2 separate regions of the Sus scrofa genome follow, and region 1 is linked to region 2. The links are chromatin contacts, called in public promoter capture Hi-C maps. All regions are on one chromosome and are shown on one strand. Each heading gives the region's core, a stretch centred on a gene start, on an enhancer-like site or on the middle of the called end of the contact. The rest is flanking DNA. Distances are from core to core; before and after follow the strand shown.

Evidence for each region. Promoter capture Hi-C pulls out the DNA fragments that hold promoters and counts their contacts.
Region 1: a promoter capture Hi-C map of liver shows a contact between it and region 2, with 2.4 times the contacts expected there. The contact joins the promoter of SUSD2 here to the enhancer-like site in region 2. A contact is called at or near these places in 1 of 5 promoter capture datasets (liver) and 7 of 47 Hi-C or Micro-C datasets (alveolar macrophages, fetal liver, fetal skeletal muscle and 4 more).

The regions. Positions count from the first base shown.
Region 1 is chr14:49,680,807-49,686,054 of Sscrofa11.1, reverse strand. SUSD2 (sushi domain-containing protein 2) reads left to right here and starts at 2,312. Exons shown (of 16, transcript XM_013983126.2): 1 at 2,312-2,465; 2 at 3,831-4,038; 3 at 4,160-4,311; 4 at 4,734-4,901. The coding sequence starts at 2,327.
Region 2 is chr14:49,556,010-49,561,112 of Sscrofa11.1, reverse strand. UPB1 (beta-ureidopropionase) reads right to left here. Exons shown (of 10, transcript XM_001929254.6): 7 at 3,838-3,919; 8 at 2,836-2,878; 9 at 1,612-1,766; 10 at 1-125. The coding sequence ends at 42. Among named protein-coding and RNA genes, the nearest start is that of UPB1, 25 kb to the right of the region's middle. Within about 2 kb of position 3,757, at least 12 of the 83 cell types and tissues checked have an H3K27ac peak or open chromatin away from gene starts, as enhancers often do. A contact at or near this core is called in alveolar macrophages, liver and omental adipose tissue, where this site is marked.

The DNA.
Region 1 (5,248 bases), core at 1,063-3,562, 130 kb before region 2:
CCAGGCCTGGAGGGAGCAGAGGGCTGAGAGCCGTCCCTCGAGTTGGGGACTGGCCTGCACCGCAGTGTGATGGGAACCCTGGACTGGGGCGGGGGTAACCTCCTACTACACTCCCCCTCTGACAGGACCAGCCAAGGGAATTGGGCTCAGCACAAGACATAAACATGGGGCTCCTCGTTCAAAAATTAAGAATTTTTAAGAGTTTCCTTGTGGTGCAGGAGACTAAGGATCCAGCCTGGTCACTGCAACAGCTTGGGTCACCACTGTGGCGCAGGTTCAATATCTGGCCCGGGAACTTCCACATGCTTTTTTTCTGTTTTTTTGGCCACACTTGCCACATATGGAAGTTCCCAGGCCAGGATCGAACCTGTGCCACAGCTATGTGGCAACACCAGGTCCTTAACCCAAGCACAGTACCGGGCCTCTGGTTGAACCCAAGCTGCTGCAGAGACCCCGGATCCCTTACTGGGTGCACTAGAACAGAAACCCCCCAAAACAACCATTTTAATGCTAGCCCTGCTGTCCCAGCTCCCAGCCCATCTTGTGTGGGGAAGCATAGGTTTCTAGAGGTCCAGCCCACCCTCCACACTGTCCAGCCTCTCGGTGCTGTGAGGCTTGGCCACCACCCCCACGGCTGGAGCCTCCCCTGAACGGCATTTTGTCCAGGATGGGGGCAGAGATCCTCATTACTGCCCTCATGGGCTGGACCCTCTAGGAAGAAAGGCCCAAGAGGCTGAGCACCACCAGGGTCCCCAGACTAGGTCTGGCAGAGCCACTTTGGGAACCCAGAAGCACCAAACCCATCCTGGTTCAGGCCCGTCTCATGGCTACAGAGGCTGAGGGGGCAGCACTTACCCAGCAGATCCCCAGGGCCCACACGCTGCACTCCTGCTTCCAACCCTCTTAAGGCACCAACAGAGTGCAGGCTGTGAAAAGATGGCTACCTTCCCCCAGGCCCTCACACCCCCTTCCTGGGATCAGCCTAGAGCCCCTCTTGACTTGGACGCAGGACACCTCAGACCCACCCGGAACATTCGTTTCCTGAGCCCTGAGGCCCAGGTGAGTCCCAGCACCAGCCCCCAGGCTAGGCCTCAGTGCCCACACCCAGGGTACCTGTTCGAAGGGTACCCCAGGTGCTCAGTCATGCAGTTGGGAGCTGTGGTTCCCAACTAGCCCAGCCATCTGTGAGAGAGCCGGCTCTGAGGGGCGGTGACCAGGGCAAAATGCTGGCTGACCCCCCACAGCCAAGGCTGGTCACAGCCTAGTGACCTAGGCCCATGCCCCACTGAGGGGTCCAGGAACCTGTCTCCTTGAGAAACTGCCACTGGGGAGAGGGCTGTCTGCCTCTCCAGACCCCCAGCCTAGGTAGCAGGGCCCACTTGAGTCCCAGGCCTGTGCTTTCCCCACCCCACTCCCACCCCACCTGCTATAGAGCTTGCAGAAACCATCTCCAGGGAGACCTCACCGCCCCTCCCTGCTTTGCTGTCTGGGCCTCAGTTTCTTCACCTGTACTAGTGGGAGGGAGGTGAACAAGAGATTATGCAAACTCTGCAGTGAAAGGAGAGGGGTGCTGGCATTGGGCGGTGGCGCTGGGCGGCTCCTTTCCTGGTCCCCAGCCCAGGGCAGAGGCACAGCTGGAGCCTGACTGAGCCTGTTTCCTAATGGAATCTCCTAGGAGCCCAGTGGAGTCCCTCCAAGGGAAACCAGTATCCTGGGCTCAGCTCCCCATCTCACCCCCATCCCACTCCAGGGTTAAGTAGCCAGGGGCCGTGCCCCTCCCTCTTCTGCTTTCCCCTCCTCCCTCAAGGGGGATCCCCTGCAGAGCTATGTCTGACAGCTCCCGCCCTCCCCAGGAGGGCGCCCTCCACCAGCACCCACACAGTGCAGGCCCCAGTGCAAAAGTACTTGCTTCCTCACCTGGCCAGGCTGTGGGGAGGACCTGGGCATACCGCTACCTGCAGGGAAGCTGGGGTACGAGTCCTCTGGCCTGGGGCCCCCGGGGCGCGGGGGGAGGGGTGGCGCTAGAATCCTGGGATTTCAAGGACAACCCTGCCTCACCCCCAAGGCAGTATCCCATCCCCTGTGGGAGCTCCGCCTGCCCCCCTAGAGGAGGGCGGGGAAAGTGGCTGGGGTCCAGGGCCTGAGCTGCAGCCTCCGGACATCCGGCTCCAGGACGCTCAGCTCCCTCCCCTGTGTCGCAGGCCTGGAGGGCCAGGAATGTGCTAACGGAGCAGGTTGGGCTCTGCTAGCCCATCCGGCACCTGTGGACTTTGAGAGGGGACAGGGTGGGGCGGGGCGGGGCTGCAGCACGGGGCGGGGCCAGGCCATGGGGAGGGAGCGCCGCCACCTCCCAGCCACTGCTGCGCTGGCTGCAGACACAGGCCGCACAATGCAGCTGTCCCTCCTGCTCTGGGCCCTGCTGCTGCTGGCGACAGCCCCCGGCCCAGGCCCCTGGCCTGCAGCAGGTATGCCCTCACCCTGCCCTTCTGACCCCCTGTCACTCTGTCTGTCTGCCTGCTGTAGCCAGACCCAGGCTAAACCTCCCTGGCCTCAGCCTCTGTCCATCTGTCGGTCCATCTGACGCTACCGGGGGTGGTAAGAAGAAATTCTCAGAAGCCCAGGATCAAGGGGCTGTTGGTGGGGAGGGGGATCCAGGCCGTGCCCACCCTAAACTGGCTGGGAGCCCAGAGGCGGTGGGGGAGGGAGGGCACCAGGCCGTGTGAGCCTCGGCCCACACCTCGAGCCTGTGGAGGGTGTGTTTATACATGGAGGAGCCCCCACCCCCACTGGGCCCCCTGCCTGGCCAGGTGTAGGGCTGTGGGTACTTCTCAGGGTGGGCTGGACCCCAGAAAGTCCAGGGTAAGGCCCATGCCTCCCGGAGCTGCACTCAGTTCCTGAGCCAGGACCCTGGCCCTTCCACTGCGCTGGGCTGGGCTGAGCTGATTTTCCCCAGCTCCCTAGCCCCCTCCCCAGCCTATCTCCCATCTCAGGGAAGCACCAACACCCTCCTGGCACTTATCTCACTTACCGGCATCCCTTGGCCTCCTCCCCTAATCCCTCAAGCCATCTCATCCTCAGTCAATAAATATTTATTGAAGCTCTTGAGTGCCAAGCCCTGCACTGAGTGAAGTGGGCTGCAGTGGTGACTCAGGCCCAGGCCTGGCCCTTGACTGGCCCTTTAGGGGGTGGCAGGGAAGAGCCAGATTAGGAGTGCCTCCAACCCCCCGCAGCACCCCCCCATCACCCTCTCCCCTATCCTGGCCCTGCCCTCTCCCCTGGGTCAGACCCCTGACCTCTGTGGGGTCTGACACTCCTCTCCCCTAAGAGAGGGGTGGGCTCCCTTCCAGGCCATAACTGGTGACCCTCACCACCCAGCAGAGTGAGATAGGGCCTCCTGGGCTTCCAGTGGGATTCTCAGTAGCCACAGCCCCAGTCCCCAGACCAAGCAAGCCAGGCTGGGGTCCCTCTCCAGGCCACCGGTGCACTGATTCTTTTCAGGGGTAGAGAGAGGTCCCCAGCCCACATCTAGAGGTCAGGCACCTACAGCCATCTGAGGAGGCTCTCAGGTCTAGGACTTGGTGGCTGAGGGTCAGTCCCACCTCAGGGCTCCTCCTGAAAAGTTTTATGTCAGGAGGCATTTACCTGAATGCCCTCTCATTCTAGCCAGTCAGGCCAACTGGACTAACCATGACCCCATCCATGGGCCCTGGGCATTTCCACTGTGTCCACATAGTGGTCAGTGCAGTTCCAGGCTGGCCTGCCCCTGGGGACGGAGACGTGGGCCCTGTGCATGGGGTGCCCGGAGCAGGCACTAAGGGCTTCTCCTCCAGGTGCCCAGGGGAGCTGCTCCCACCGCTGTGGAGTCCGGGATGGGCCGTGCTCCTGCCACCCAACCTGCTTTGGCCTGGCCAGCTGCTGCTCGGACATCCAGAGCTTCTGCCTGGAGGTCTCTCCCTACTCAGGCTCCGTGATGGGCGGCAAGGATTTTGTGGTGCAGCACCTCAACTGGTCCAACCCCACCGAGGGTGTGATCTGCAGGTGAGAGGCCCAGACCCAGGACAGGGACACTGGCTGGCTGGGTTCCCTGGGGAGGAGGCTACAAGCCTGAGGGACAGTCAACCCTCACCGGCCCAGCCTCTCCTGCCTCTGCCCTTCGTAGCTTTAAGGACAGCATCCAGACCCGCGGCTTTGTGGACCCCTCGGGACGCGTGCACTGCGTGTCGCCCTTGCTCTATGAGACTGGCCGCATCCCCTTCACGCTCTCCATGGACAATGGCCGCTCCTTCCCACGCTCTGGCAACTGGCTGGCCGGTGAGCCCAACAAGCTGGTCCAGGCCCGGGTCCTCCGCAGGGACTTTCCCCAGCTCTAATCTATGCACACTTGGCCCGCTCTGGCTGAACCAGTCCTGCTGGAGGCCCGCCCGACAACAGGGGTGCAGGTTCCCCAAGTTCCTTTCCCCACCCGCTGGCACCCACACCGCACTGGAACTCCCAGAGGGAGTGGGGCTGAGAGGTGGGCTCAGCCAGCGGGAGAGGGGAAGCCAGGAGGACTGAGGGCAGGGCCCCACCTCTGCTGGCCCTGACTTTCCTGTCCTGAGGGTCTGGGGAGACCATCGCTCCAATGAGAATGTCACATTTTGCCTTGGAAGGTCCCCACCCTCTAAGAGCCCTGGGCTTCCTCCCCTGGACACTGGGCCCCGGGCCTGTGCTCACCCCTCACCTCCCCTGCCTAGTGCATCCCAGTAAAGTATCAGAGTCGGAGAAGAGCCAGCTGGTGAATGAGACCCGCTGGCAGTACTACGGCACGGAAGGCACCCTGGGCAACCTCACCCTGACCTGGAACACCTCGGCTCTGCCCACCAACTCCATCACTGTCGAGCTCTGGGGCTACGAGGAGACGGGTGAGGCCAGCAGAGCGCCTCTCCAGGCCGCCTCTGCGGGGCCTGGTGGGGACCAGAGTTTGGGGGTGGGAGAGGGGATAACAGCTTAGGGGGAGCAGAGCCGGGTGGGGATTTTGAGCAAGAAAACTGCAGGCATAAAGGGGAACGAGCTGGAGAGGCACAGGGAGGCTGGGTCCCCTGGCTGTTTGGGCACCAGCTCTGGGGGAGGTATGGACATTCTCAGCTCTTGGACACAAGTCTTGTCCTGGAAACAGAAAAAGCTTGCCCCGCCCCATCCTCCCTGAGCCCCTGGCTGGCTGCCCCAGGCCTGTCTCCCTCACCCTGCAGCACAGACCCGCCTGTGGGAG
Region 2 (5,103 bases), core at 2,508-5,007:
TGGGCAGAGGTGCCCTCCTTGGTGGGCAGGGGCTGAGCCTGCTACTCTTTCACGATATTGGGGCTGTAGCTGGGCTTGACAGCTTCGGCAAGCTCCTGAGCGTACATCTCGTATCTGCCCGTCATCTGAAAGCAAAACACAGGGAGTAAACACCCTCATTTACTTGCCACTACCTACTGCCACTGGAGGGCAGCCATGGGACAGAAATGCGGCAGGAAGGCTGGCCGACCAGAGGAGCTTGGACCACAGTAGACAGAAACAACCTCCGCGTGACCTTTTGGCACAGGATCCGGTGTTGTGGTGAAGATCATGGACACCAAGGTGACTCACACACCCCGGGCCTTCTGCTGGAAGACCTCTGCAGTCTGTCCCACCAGAAGGTGTGGCTGCTCTGAGGTAGGAGGGAAGAGGGCTGCCCTGAGACGGGCGTGACCTGCCCCAGGTCACCAGGCAGGAGTGGTGTCACCCTGGTCTCCTGGCTCTGGAGGCCCATCTGGGCCACCTGGCGTCTCATGCGGACACAGATGGAGGCAGGGCGAGGCTGAGGGCAGGGCTGGAAAGTCCTCCCAGGTGCTCACACCCTAGCATTCCCTCCATCCCTAACCTCTTTTCCAAAGTCTTGCTGGGGTCTCCTGTCCATTACCATAGCTTAGGAAGGCTTCACTTTCAAAAAGCTACTCACGAGAAAACATTCTGTTTATTGTCTCCAACTTCTAACTTGTGTGGAATCCTCATTAACCTACGCCTTCCCTGAGAAGAGACAGGCCAGAAGACCTTCATGTGGGCAGTGCCTTGATTGTCTGAGGAAGGTCTTGGACTCAGGACATGTGCCTGAGAGCTGATCCTCACGTAAATGGGGGGAGTCAGGCCTAGAGCCCACGTCTGGCTGGATTTGTAATCTTAGTCTTGCCCTACGTGCTGGGCAGAGTTATTCCGCCTGACAATGGAGATGTGCATTTGTATGGTTTGCTTGTAAATGGGGGCAAGTTGGTGGAAATACCTTTGGACAGTAACATAGCAAGCTCTGCCTGTGTCCTTGAGATGCTGTATGGGGTTGAGGGGGAGGGAGGTGGCACCCAGGCCATGGCTGCCAGTGCCTCATTCCAGGAGGTGGGCACTTATACTCCTGTGGTGTCACCGGGGTCTGGTCTCCAAGGCCCTTTGTTTCAGAAATGGGAGTACTAAGACCAGGAGCAGAAGGGGCTTGCAGGGCCATGGCAGAGCCAGGTCTGGATTCCTTTTCTCTCCTTGACCCACTTCCCTCCATTGTCAAGGCCTAGACTCGGGGTCTGGCCACAGGCAGAGCCAGACATGCACATTTATCTTGTGATAAGTGCAAAGGCCTGGAAAGGAAAAAAGGATTAGAGAGGCCAATCCACTCTATTCTCCAGAGACAAATGAAATTGAGATTAATTTGCTCAAAGGCACCCAGAATCTAAATCAGATGAGTGGAGAATTTATTGAGGCCTGCTGGCTGGGCACCACTGGACCCTGTGGTTCCCGCCCTGCACACAGCTCTGGCCCTCTGCCCCACTGATGCACTGTCCCTGAAGCCAGGAGTGCTGAGAGCAGGACAGGCCCACTTCGGGGAGCAGGAGACTCGGGACCCACCTTGAAGCCCCAGATGTCACTTGTCTGCCGGCAGAGGTTGAGATCGAGCTCAGCAACCAGCAGCCCATCCCGGTTACGCGGGAGCCCGGGGGTGCGGCTGCCGTCAGGGGCTGCCACGTAGCTCGAGCCATAAAAGTAGCCGAAGTCCTGGTGAGCTGGGAAGGAGCACAGGAAGGCCCGTGAGCAGTGCAGACACGGGTGACTCTGCAGAGAGGCGAGACAGAGTGCCGCCCAGGACGAAGGGTCCACGCCACCTTCCCCAGCGGCTGCCCAGTGGCTCCCAGTCACCCTCAATGCCCCCACCTCTGCCCCTGGGAACCTATCTAAAGGTTACCCTTGTAGAGGTACTGGCCCCTGGCTTCAGTGTCTGCCACCCGGGGCCCAGGAATCATGTGGCTTTGCAGGGCTTCCTGTGTGACCTGCTTCCTGTGGGGGCCTCGCACGGTGAGTTCAGACTCTGCTTGCACTAGCCTTGCCAGCTGTGTCACCCTCACCCCCGCCATGCCTCTGTCCCCTCTCCAATAAAGGGGGTGACATGTGGGCACCCTGCAAGGTCCAGGAGGGGCCTGGACACAGCAGGTGCCAGCAGGCTCGCTTCACTGAAGGGAGCTAAGTAGGTTGGAGACCTCTTGGGCCTCAAGGTACGGGGGGGGGGGGGGGGCGGGGGCGGGGGATTCTGGAACCCTTTCAGGAAGTCATTTCCTGGGAGACAGACCCTCTCTGCCCCCTCTGCTTCAGGGGACACTGAGAGCTAATTCAGACATCTCCTTGGTGAGGGGGGTGGTCCTCTTCCACATTCCAGGCCAGAGGGGGTTAAAGGAGTTCCCTGCTGTTTCCTAACAGAGGTGAGGTGGGACCTGCCCTCAGATCAAAACAATCTATGGATTCTAAGAACCCAAGGCAACTGTGCTGGGTTCTGGGGCATCCACACAGCCTTGGGGTGAGGGGTGTTGACGAGGAAGAAGCAAGGGGAAGCAGGGTCTGTAGGAAGGATAACGCCATCCCCCATCTCGGGGCACTCACAATGGACTCCCCAACCTCAACGCACCTCCCCCCAGTCCCGGGGAGGGGTGGAGGCTGATACAATCACTACTTCACCCTCGCGTGGGGAATGAGGTGGACACCAGCACAGCTGTGCAGACAGGGTGTGTTGGGCAGACCCGCCCCTGAGGAGGCAGGGGCCCACTCCTCAAATGCAGCCCCAGGGAAAGTCCGGGAACATACCTTTCTTCCCATCTCCAGAGGTGAACTCATTGGGGAAGCGCTCCTGGCAAATAAAACCAAGATAATTACCCCTATAGGGGGCACCACTGTGACGTCCATGGACCACAGGCTGGGGCACGGGAGTTGGGAAATAGCCGAGGACGGGCCTGCACTGGGCAGTCAACAGGACATGTCCAAGGCCCTGCTGAAGCCCAGCCTAGGGACAATGGGCGGCCAGGGGAGACCCAGGAAATGATGACCTGCTGGGAGCAAAGAGAGCAGAGAGAAGAGCAGAGAGGGCTTCTCAGGGGTGCACAGGGCGGCTGAGATCCATCTGCAGGGGTCATAGAGCCCAGCCTGGAGTCTGTGAAGGCAGCAAGAAGGTGTCCGCACAGAGCTTTCAATAGCTTCCTGAAGCCTAATAGAAACTGTGTGTCCAGCTGGGCTGGGATTATGCAGCCCGATAAAAACTCCAAGTTTCTTTACCCTGCCAGAAATTAGACCTACTCAGGATGGAAACCCTGGTTATCTCAGACTGTTCAGATGCTCTGATTAGAGTCTGACATCTGATTAGCAAGAATGAGGAAGAGGACTGTTATGTAATAAATACATGGTGTTTATAGTCAGAATCATTTGATGCCTGAGGTCAACGGGAGGGGAAAGAAGAACCTGGGAGCTTGGGAATGGGGAGGAGAGGGGGAGAGCCTTTCAAAGAGGTTTCAGCTGAAAACAAGAACAGACTGAAACAGGGGAAGGACAGGGATACCTTTCAAAGTGATAGGCCAAGCCTGTTTGTCCCCTTCTGGGGATCCTGGGAGGTGGGGCATAGGGGCAGGGGGAGGGGAAGAGGAGGTGTGACATCCGGTGCCCCAGCAGCTCCACAGCAATAGCAGTTCTTTCCCTTGCGGCTTTTGCCAGTGTGAAGAGGCTGGGCCCCCACCAGCAGGGGTTTCGCAGCAGCTTATCACTCTGTTCCCTCCCCTGCAGGAGGTCTGGGGAGGCGGGCAGGCCTCAGGGACTCACCTCACCCACACGGTTGATGGCGCAGGTGAAGCAGTGATTGGCAATGGCTGCATTTCTGGCCTCGATTGGCCACAGGGACTCACTGTGAGAGAGGAGGGGAGGAAGCAGGTTGCTGACTTCCTAGCCAGACTTGGTTGGCAGCCTCCAGGCCTGTGGTGGGGATGGCCAGGAGGACCCACAGACTGGCCAGTTTTTCCCATGGTCAAGCCAAAGCAGCCCCCCCCCTTTTTTTTTGCCATTTCTAGGGCCGCTCCCAAGGCATGTGGAAGTTCCCAGGCTAGGGGTCTAATTGAAGCTGTAGCTGCTGGCCTATGCCAGAGCCACAGCAACGCGGGATCCAAGCCTCGTCTGCAACCCACACCACAGCTCACAGCAATGCCGGATCCTTAACCCACTGAGCAAGGCCAGGGATCGAACCTGCAACCTCATGGTTCCCAGTTGGATGCGTTAACCACTGAGCCACGATGGGAACTCCGCCAAAGCAGCCTTTTGGAGAAGGTCAGCTGCAGAAGCGGCTTTGGGTCAGGGCCCCACCCTGACTCAGTCTCCTTCTCTGAAACGTCCTCAAAAGGAGGTTGTGAGGACTATAGGACCAGGCGGATGATGCTTCTGCAACCCACCTTCCAGGCTGGGCCAAGCCTCACCTGGTAAATGTCAGAGGGGGTTGGGGGCTGGAGCCCAGCCCTGAGAGGCTCTCACAGCCCGCCCCAATCCCTGCCCTGCTGTGCTGCCTCGCAAAGCGGTCTCTACAGGGGGAGATTTCACGTTGAAACAGAGTGAACCTGGAAAGGATTCAGGCTGAGAGCAGGGTAGCCACTGCACAGACATCACCTCCCCTTCTCTAGCCCCCATTTCCCAGCATCCCCTCTTTCCCTCTCCTGAACCCCCAGATTCTCCCACTGGCCCAGGGAGGAGTCATCCATAAGGCAGAGCTGAGCTGCAGGCCTCCTTGGTCCAGCACCTACCAAGGACAGAATACAGTCCGAAAGTCTGGAGTTCTTGTTGTGGCTCAGCAGGTTAAGAACCCAACTATTATCGATGAGGATGTGGGTTTGGCTGTTTTGTTTTTTTTTTTTTTTTCCTAGGGCCACACACTCGGCATATGGAGATTCCCAGGCTAGGGGTTGAATGGAGTTGTAATCTCTGGCCTTCTCCACAGCCACAGCAACTCGGGATCCAAGCTGCGACTGCGACCTACACCATAGCTCACTGAGACGCCAGATCCTTAACCCACTGAGCGAGGCCAGGGATTGAACCCACAACCCT